Linked DNA regions of Mus musculus: region 1 is linked to region 2. Evidence: chromatin contacts called from public Hi-C data. All regions are on one chromosome and are shown on one strand. The core of a region is the stretch at or near the end of the contact, and the rest is flanking DNA. Distances in the headings are between cores, read along the strand shown. Region 1 has its middle 73 kb from the start of Gm30397. Region 2 has its middle 70 kb from the start of Gm30397.

Evidence for each region. A called contact is a pair of places that touch in the nucleus more often than the background predicts.
Region 1: a contact with region 2 is called in a Hi-C map of cerebellum, with 1.7 times the contacts expected there. The contact joins two enhancer-like sites. A contact is called at or near these places in 2 of 484 Hi-C or Micro-C datasets (cerebellum and nephron progenitors) and 3 of 115 datasets of contacts at active chromatin or transcription factors (cardiomyocytes, intestinal villus epithelium and pancreatic cancer cells).

The regions. Positions count from the first base shown.
Region 1 is chr8:44,836,640-44,841,521 of GRCm38.p6, forward strand. No RefSeq gene overlaps it. Among named protein-coding and RNA genes, the nearest start is that of Gm30397, 73 kb to the left of the region's middle. Within about 2 kb of position 2,757, at least 15 of the 459 cell types and tissues checked have an H3K27ac peak or open chromatin away from gene starts, as enhancers often do. A contact at or near this core is called in cerebellum, where this site is marked.
Region 2 is chr8:44,694,072-44,699,350 of GRCm38.p6, forward strand. No RefSeq gene overlaps it. Among named protein-coding and RNA genes, the nearest start is that of Gm30397, 70 kb to the right of the region's middle. Within about 2 kb of position 1,875, at least 24 of the 459 cell types and tissues checked have an H3K27ac peak or open chromatin away from gene starts, as enhancers often do. A contact at or near this core is called in cerebellum, where this site is marked.

The sequences.
Region 1 (4,882 bases), core at 1,507-4,006, 140 kb after region 2:
GTTTTGCCTGTATACTCCTGTGTTTAGGACTGATCACTTGGGCTTGGGTAAGCTATTGGGGGGAGCTCAGCCTTAAAGGAAGGAATTCTCACTATCTCATCTAGGACCAGATGCTTCTGAGGCTACACATCCATACTGACAAGTCAACCGGCATTGTCATCGTGTGGAGATTTTTTTTAAGGCAACTGTAATGTTGAGATTTTCCTGTCAGTGTCTAGAATGCACTATCTAGCAGAAGGCAACCTCATATGTTGGTTCTTATAATCTTTCTGCCGGCACTTCTGTGATGTGCCTTGCACCTTAGGTTTAGGGTTTCCACTGTACCATTTGGGCATGGGCACCCCACTCCCAGTTGCTCCCTGCATTTTAACCAGTTGTGACTTTTTGTAACGGTCTCTGTGTGTTGGAACAAAAGAAACTCTTTTGATGAGGGCTGTCAAGAGCTATATTTATCTACAGGTATAAAGATAAACGTTTAGAATGCAGTTAGAAATTATTTTTCTGTAATAAAGTGGCAGCACTGGGTTATCCTCTAGAGTCCATGATCTCTGTAGCCTTGGTAGTTTGGTAGGTTTACAGTACCAGGCACAAACTCCCTCCTTTTGAGAGAGCTTCAAGTTCATCAGTCAGCTGTTGGTTTCCCCCAAGATAAAAAAAAAGTACCACTATTGCACTCTGTATATATGCCAGCCCAGTTGTTATTACGGTTCACAGACTTACAGATTCCTAGGACTCCTAATAGCTTTTCTCCCTCGGTAGCTTGTGTGGTACATAACATGGCTATGAGAGCTGATTCTCTGGATGTCAGTTCCAGTTCAGCTCCTCCAAGTACTGTGTATAAGGTGTGTTGTCCACAGCCATAGGGTTATGATGGTTTGTATGTGCTCAGGCCAGGGAGTGGCACTATTAGAAGGTGTGGCCCTGTTGTTGGAGTTTTACTATGGGTGTGGGCTTTAAGACCCTCATCCTAGCTGCCTGGAAGTCAGTATTCTGCTAGCAGCCTTCAGTTGAAGATGTAGAACTCTCAGCTCCTCCTGCACCATGCCTGCCTGGATGCTGCCATGTCCCCACTTTGGTGCTAATAGACTGAACCTCTGAACCTGTAAGCCAACCCCAATTAAATGTTGTCCTTATAAGAGTTGTCTTGGTCATGGTGTCTGCTCACAGCAGTAAGACCCTAACTAAAACAAGGGTTTTACCTTCAAATTCTCAGAGGTGACACAGCTGTTTCCTGATGATCTAGGGGAGGGATACCACAGTGAAAACTGAACATTTGTCCCTCTGCATGCACTCAAATAGGTGCCTTTTCCCATTGTCCCTCTGCATGCACTCAAATAGGTACCTTTTCCCATTGTCCCTCTGCATGCACTCAAATAGGTACCTTTTCCCATTGTCCCTCTGCTTGCACTCAAATAGGTACCTTTTCCCATACCATTCAACACAGAGTTGTTGTTATTATTTTTTTATAAAACTAAAAAAAGTAATCCATCCACTTATGCACAAAATTCCCCAAGCTGATTATAGAAAGCATATCACAACACAGCCTGCGTACTGACAACCTGAGAATATTCTGGGGCAAGTTTAGCATTCTGTGAACGGCATGAGAGATCATTCTGCCAGAGCTTGTCATCCTGAAGATCATGGTCTTGCCTTTGTGCTTTATTTATTTATTTATTTTTAAATCTCTCATAATTGGCCTTTTCCCAACAATTAATTCAAGTAGCAAAGCATTCCTTTGTGTGGATGCTTTTTTAAAACACTCAAAACTTGTAAGGGAGACCTGAATACACAGCCTCACCTGGACAGTAATATCTAGACCCCCAGCAGCAAGACACGGGGGACATTTTCTCCATAGTGTTCTCTCTGCCATCTTGTCTGGCAGCTCCTCAGCTCTAATCCTCAGCTAATAGCCTCCAACAGAAACCCAGTCATTCGTAACATCATGAAAGGAGTCTGCTGCCCCAGTTGTAGTTGGCTTGCGCCGGATCTGTAAAAACTTGTTGATATTACATCAGAAATCCCTTCTGTGGGACTTATAAGGATTTTCAGGGTCAAAACTTCGCCTACTCACCCTTGTATGACAGCATGGTTATGAAGGAAGTGCTTGACCACTGTAACAGTGATTGCATTGTATGCCCAGAGAGCATGCGCGCGTAAACACACACACACACACACACACACACACACACACACACACACACACACACACACACACGACGAAAGAGATGCTTGCACATGGGCAAGCAAGCACACACCTATAAACCCCAGACTTGGGAAGAAGGAATAAGCATACCTGGAAATCAAGGCCAGGCTGGGTGATATAACAAGACCCTGTCTCAAAACAGCAGCCGTAGAAACAACAGATATTTAGTCAAAAGCATCAGGATGACAACTCCCCCCCACCCCCACCCCGAGGAATTATCGCCATGTATATATTTTTTCCAGAAAGCTTCTGAGGAACTTCAAAGAGCTATCTGTAGCTTTAATTCAAAATATTAACACAACGCTTCCACTAAAGAATACATAATATATTTATGAGCCATTTTTCTTTGTAAGAGTGAACAGAATGGCTTACGTATGTATTGTGAAGTCTGTATTTTATTAGCAGGGTCCTTGTCAGGAATTTCTTAGCGTTAAAACCCCACTGCCCTGTCTCTTTCTTGTTCCAAAGCTGAAGCAGATCATTTGTGAGCTTGTGGAATTAGGGATCATCACATCTAAGACCGTACAAGCGAGCAGAGGGAGGCAGACATTTTCCCAGATCAAGTAGAGCTGCAATGAGCTCAGACACTCGAAAGCAGAAAAAGGACGTGTACACAGTTGTAACTTCCTCGCTAAATAAAAACTTCTTGGAAAGCCAAATCCAGTCCCATGCTTCAGTTTGAACACTCATGCTTGTGAGGATGTTAAAAATGCTCACTTGTTCGTCACTCAGTCATTTGGATTTCTTTTTCCCCTTACATTCCAAAAAACACTGTAGTTTAGGATCTAGATGCCAAACCACTATACTTCACTGTTGCTGCCACAGGGTCCTGGCAGTGCCAACAGTCGCTCCTTCATCTGTCACTCCTCAGAAGGATCATTAGCACATTTCATAAACAGCAGTCATTGGCTTGTTTTCTAATTCCTTTTTTTCCCCCTCCTGGATGAAAAGTGATCATTTATCTGCGTCGTCAATCTTTAAGTTTTCAAATGCTGAGCTTAGGAAGTCAAGCCTCATTGGGGAAAAAAAGGCATACAGCACGGGAGCTTGCCTTCTGCCTCGGAAGGCGGGCTTCCCCTCGAGCCAAAGCAAAATGGCTGTGGACCCTAGAGCAGGCTGTAACATTTGACTTTTCATAGGCTTCCAGGAGACAGAAGGGTTAGATGGTTTCCTGAACGTTTGCCAATTATATCTGCAACATTAGAGGAACAGTTTGACAACATTCCTAGAAATGTCCTCTGGAAACAAGTCTAAATTTAGAAGAAATATTTTTGCTAACCCATAAACAACAGCTTTACGCTAACGAGTTGCATATAAATCGCTCAGTTTGGGATAATCACGACTGATTATGAAAGAAAATGCACCCTTCGCATGCCTTCCCATTAAATTTGCAATGTGCACCACTGTGATTTTTTTTTTTAATCCAGTAAAAAATCACTTAGATTCAGCTTCTGCCTGAGTATACCAAAATGTTAGAATGCCTGGTTTGGCATATTGTCTTTTTGTAACAGTCATTTGAGTTTAGAAGTTATATTAAATAATGTGATATTTTTTAAAAAGATCTTGAGACCACGGAGTCGTCTCTGCAAACACTATTTGATGCAACTGAATGATCTGCGATATAGCAAAAATTAATTGCAAACAAGTGTGAGAGACAGTGAACACATCTTAGATCTCAGTTCACAGGCAGCTTAACCAGCTGTTGCTGGGTGCAAAGTTTCAATGAATGTAAAGTTCTTGCTATTGTTGTTGTTGTTGTTGTAAGCAAACAGAATACAAAATCCTTGTTTAATGTCACAGTTAATGATTAATTTTTAAGTGACAAATCTTTCCCGCTCCCTTCTCTCTGTTCCCCTCTCCACTCTGGTAACCCTTTAACTTTGAAGTGGTCGATCTAATAAAACCAAGGGAGAAAAAAAAAGCACAAAGCCTCCTTCAGGGCCCAAACTTCCTTCTGGAAGCTTTCTTTTGTTCCAGAGAGGACAATCCATCCTTACCCCTCATTAGTTCTAATAAACTCAGACAGGTGGCTGCCCCTCTCAAAAGACTTGCTTTAAGACAATAACAAAACTATGTCTACACACATCAGATGAAGTGCAGAATTTAGCTACCTTCTCTTGAACTCAGTTAGTGTGGCCTGCCAGCTTCGATTACTTAGAGAAGAGGAAACAAAACAAAAAACAAAACAAAACAAAACAAAACAAAACAAAACAAAACAAAACAAAACAAAACAGGAAACCTTCTTTAATAGGCAAGAGCATTTGCCTTGAATTGCCCAGGTCAGCAAGCTGACTCTCAGGTTGTCTAACCCACTGTCCTTATAAGTGAAGTTTTATTGGAACATAGCCATGCTGGTTCATTTGCATATTTTCTAAGGATGCCACCTGCTACAATGCTAGCGTTGGATAGCTTCAACATAGGACAAATGGCCTACAAAGCCTAAAATATTCACTGTATGGACTTTTACAGAAAGTTTGCCAGCTCCTGGGAGATGTATACCTCACTCTTCTTATTTTCACTCTCATAGGAGTAGCCAACAAAGTGGGAAAAAAATCACACGGTGCAGTTGGCAGTGACGTCTTGTTGCTGACAATGATGTTAATGACTCCCAATTTTAAGGAAGCAAAGGCGAATCAGTTCACCCAGGACTTTAAAAAATATACCCATATGCAAATTGAC
Region 2 (5,279 bases), core at 625-3,124:
GTTTCCCTTCCTGCAGGGACTCTCCCTAGAGCTGTAATAATTGAGCAGGCTATATTCTCATTTTCTGCAGGCTATACCTAGAGGGGTCTAAAAAGAAGATAGGAATACAGAATTTACATAAAAATAGACACTGCCTGTTCATCCTAGCATTCCCCGGCTCTCCCCCAAATACTTCAAATGGAGTTTCTGATTGTCTTGATTTAGCAAGGAGGGCTTTAAGCCTTCCGATCCTAGAACGCACTGGATGTCTATTAGGCCAGCAGGTGCATCAGTGCGGTATTTAAATCTCGTTCAGAACCACGTGCTAAGACCCAGAATAAGCCTTGCTTCTACCACCTACCCAGTCTGCCTGGGACGGTTGCAAAAGGGAAGAGGGCATCAACCTACAGATCCTTCTCTTCTGCAGACAGTTGAGGCTGCAGGAGCTGCCACCAGCCCCATCCCATCATCTCTCACTGGCTCCACTGCTAACTCGAGTCAGAGATGGACAGGCAGAGAGGTGAATCCAAGCCCCATCTGGAGTTTACCACCATTCCCATCAATAGACACAGTGGGCTCTTATCAGTTAGTATAGAGAAGAAAGACTTCAGAAATGTAGTCAGGCGTCCTTTGTGCACAAAGGAACTTAAAATAATTTCTAAGCTGGGCACTTCCCATTCTAAAATACACAAGACGTGAGAAATTCCAGGGATTAAATAGGAGACAGGAAAAGGCGCGCGTGGATGCCAAGCTCTTCCAAATGCTCCGGTCCTCAACTTGATTAACACTAATTCCTGCAGCTGCTCATTTTCTTCTCCCCGGCCTCTCCTCACCTTGATCTCACTGGGTTCTCTCAGTCAGACATTTGGAAGGCTAATGAAGTGCCCGGTCTGATTTATACACACAGTGAGTGCCTGCTTCCTTTGCTACCACAGATGCAGCCAGCAGAGCACGTATTCCCTTTTCTGAGTCTTTAGTGTACAAACATGTTTTTATCTTCTGTAAGTGTTCCCAAAATAAGGGCCTCTAGAGACCGCCCGGGAGTCTGATGTCTCATTCCAGTCCCCGAAGTACTTTGAAATAGTCTTATCGCAGAAAGCAAATCACGGGGCTCTCAGTTTTCCCATGCTTGTGATGTCTTTTTGGTGACTTCACATTCTGTGAGCTATATTTAGTGGTTAAACGCCTGGCTGCTGAAGAGTGACTCTGTCTGTTTGTAGACTGTGAATAAAAGAGTCTCAATATATCGACAAAATGTTCAGCTCTATTCTATTGATCTTCTCTGGCGAGAAATCACCTATTTCATCAAAGTGAAGGAAGATTCTCAGCATCTTCCAACACAGGTGTAACAGCACTTGTGTAAAGGCTGACTTAATGCAAAGAGACATTTATAAATATCCATTCATTTATTGAACATGTTAAGAACATTTCTAAACTGGAAGTGATGATGCCCAATATTCAATGTATATTACTTAAGTATTAAAATGAAAACTGTTCCCAAGGACAAGATAAGTGGCAATCCAATTTAGATACTTTTAAGGGTGAAGGGTAGACTAGAAGGTAAGATGATGTTTGGTATAAAATCAGTATATCAGCAGAACTGCATTTTAGGTCTTGATACCCTTAGTATCCTCCACAATACTTCTACTCTCCAATATAAGAGTAACTTGCTAAAACAAAAATACATATATAATTTTCTTCATGCAGGAAATATTGTGGTTTGCTATGATAGAAAGAATACCAACTTCATTTTGGAAAACATCCAGACATGTTTAGGAAACAACAGGCAGGTATTTGTTGACAAACTGTAAATAAGCAACAGTAATAGCTGAGGTTTCGTTCCCCATAGTGAGGAACCGAAGCACTGTCTGGACTGTTAATCCCTAAGCAAGGCCTTCACAGCCAGATCATGCATCCTGGTCTTCCCTTATCTCGGCTGGAAACTGCTCGGATCCCTTCCCTTGCTGGCTCCCATCAATAGCAAAATACATTTTTCCCCCCAAAGAAAGCTTCTTCAGTGGCTTGAGGTTGAACGGGAAACATCACTCCTTCCATTTAACTTCAATTTTGTCTCTGAACAACAACAACAAAAAAAAGCCCAGAATCAAACTGAATGTGTTTTTCAGTGAAAGTAGCTCTTTATTGGTGATTATGCATCATGAACTTTGATGAATGAGGGCCAGCAGGCTGTGCTCTTGGAACACAGCCAAGTGGAGAGACGAGGCAGCTGCTGCGGGGAGACTGTGGAAATCTGGCCCTGCTGAGGTCTGAAACTCAGGCACCAGGGCGAGGGGCAGCTTGGGGTTCATTCAGGTCTGGCTTAGGCAGCATGAGGGTCAATGGAACTTTTATCAGATCACGTGAGAGGTACCATATCTACACGGACAGCAAGAATCTTAATGTCTACAGAGGGAGGGAGGGAGGAAGGGAGGGAGGGAAGGAGGAAGGAAGAGGGCAATAACAAAATATACTAAGGACAAACTCCAAGGAAGAGAACTGTCACCAAAAAAAAAAAAAGGAGGATTTTCGTCAGGGGGCATGTCAGACCCAAGGCTCACACATAACATACACCATTGAACCCTTAGCCCAGCGTCAATGACTCCACCAGCGCCTCACTAGGTGTGGCCTATCTACTAGTTTGGTCTGCAGGTGTTGGCACCAGTGACTTCAGCTGGGAAGGCAGAGAAACATTACATGCAATTACTTATTTGCATTCATGACTCTGTGCATTCTATAAATGACCTTACTTAGCCATTCAATTACTTTGGTTAGACAGTAATTGTATTCTCTCATTAGCCAAGTGGGAGGTTTCATAAGGCTGAAAAAATGCAGTTCTTAAATGTACTTAGGTCATTAAAATTCACAGTAAAGAAGGTGTACAGGTTTTGTTTTTATTATGTTTTGTTTTAAAGAAATCTCCAGGCCTGAAAAGCTGTGTACTGCTTCAAACGCCCTTAACAGCCTTTTGTCAATGCCACACCAGAGGGCCTGGTCTCATCGCACAGGTGGCCTTTGCCCACTGCCTCTCAAATGCGGTCTTTGCCCAGCCTGTCAATCTGGTCCTTACGTCTCAGCATGGACTGGCTTCTACTGTTGCCCCTGAAACATGTAAATCCAAAGCTTACACTCATTGACTATATGGCATTATTTGACCCTTTTCTAATATACTATTATGTATTTATAAATATAAATGCTCTATATTAGATAGATAGATAGATAGATAGATAACGTATGTACGCATGCTATTTTATATGCTCTGACCAGTGTTCTGCTGGTGTTTCCTCTACCTCTTAACCATTCATTTCCTCTATTCCTGTTTAATTTTCTGCTTCTATCTTACTTATTGTTGCACTTCCTAGTTCTATTTTGAATCTTTGTGCTACTTCCTTTGTGACACTTACTCCCAGGACGCAATCTTCCATACCCCGCTGTTTTAACCACCATCCTTCTGGGAAAACCCTGAACTTCCCATGATGCCTGTGATAGTTTGTATATGCTCAGCCCAGGGAGTGGCGAGATTAGGTGTGGCCATGTTGGAGTAGGTGTGTCACTGTGGGTGTGGGTTACAAGACCCTCACCTTAGCTGCCTGGAAGCTAGTCTTCCACTAGCAGCCTTCAGATGAAGATGTAGATCTTTCAGCTCCTCCTGTGCCATGCCTGCCTGGATACTGCCATGCTCCCGCCTTGAGGAAAATGGACTGTACCTCAGCCAGCCCCAATTAAACGCTGTTCTTTATAAGAGTGGTCATGGTGTCTTTGCCTTGGTCATGGTGTCTGTTCACAGCAGTAAAACCCTAACTAAGACAGAGCCTAAAGCCCAACAACCACAACTTGCATATTTCACACTTCATCTTAGCCAAAAGGCCGAGAAGCGATAACTTGCATATTCCTCGGTGTCTCAGACTCCAAGTTCTTTGTGTCTTCACCTTTAAAACCAACTTCTTACTATTGGTCTTATCACCACCACCAATTTGGTATTCATCTAAGCTAACATCTCCATCCTTCTGTTTGTATCCTTAGTTACTCCATTCATTCCTTGGGCCCATTCATCTGGCTGGTTCTCTATGTATCTTGTTGGTCAAGATTCTCTTCCCAGTGCTTTTTCTTTATTTCAGGAATTCATGTTCCTGTTCAGACTCATCCTGGGCCTTCTTCATTTGATCGGTTCCTTCTTTGGGATCGTGGCTGAAGTATAATGGGCTTAGTTTGAAGTAACTGGAGAGAAGAAACAAAGACTAAAAAGAGCAGTAGTGAAAAGAGATCACTCTCCTGATCTTCAGAGTCAAACCCTCACTGTGCATTGGTGCGCACAAGATGCTCTCCTTGGAAGGTGGGCCGTTCTAGTGCAGGTCCATTGCCCTGTGAAGATTTCCGGGAACGGACTAACTCTGTGCTGACTAACAGACAGAAAGAGACATAGGGACATATCACCATGCACAAGGGAAGAATTACACACAAGGGAAGAGAATCCCAGAAGGGCCATACGGCACACAGTTGAAGCTTAAATAACTTCCCATGCTACGGAGAAAAAAAAATAGAGGCTTGGGTCCGGGTGGCCTGGAGAGTCTCTGGAGGATAGTGATGGCAGGCTATAGGAGGAGATGACTATGAACAAGGATGTGTGGACCGTCGTCAGGGCAACCTCTCAGAGGAGCCTTCAGAAGAACAAACGGCAAGTGCGTATCCAGGAGAGCTATCAGAGGCTCCAGCATCTACTAGCCTCTTCTCCCCAGTAGTTAACCTTTCCTGGTTAATGTACTTTGATGATAATTTGCATTCCTTCTGGGTAGAGAGTCTCAGAGAAGGCCCTTCCTTGTATGATAGGAGAAAGGGATTTAGAGACTTCTAGAAGGTGGAGTGAAGAGAGGAATCTTAGAGATACTCCTTTCAAGTGGAGCCTTGGAGTTCAGAATTGCTTTGGGGTTTGGGGTTTGGGGTTTGGGGTTTGGGGTTTGGGGTTTGGGGTTTGGGGTTTGGGGTTTGGGGTTTGGAACACCACCTTCAACAGGGCTCTATCAGCAGCAAATGTCCTCCCATTTGGGTACGTTATCATCTAGATCTCTGTGTCTCCCTTTATCAGAGACCCTGCCCTGTCTCCTTGGGTCATGCTGGTTTACTCTTTGATCATTCTATGGCTTCCTCGTGCCCTTCTGCAAGACTACGTCCTTCTGTATGAAGCATGATCTCTTAACTAAAGATGAAATAGACCTTTTTTTTTTTTTTTCACTTGAAACAAACAGCGCTGCTGTTTGTTGCCAGGGCGCTTGTCTTGTAATATATGGCATCCTGAAGCCCTAGCC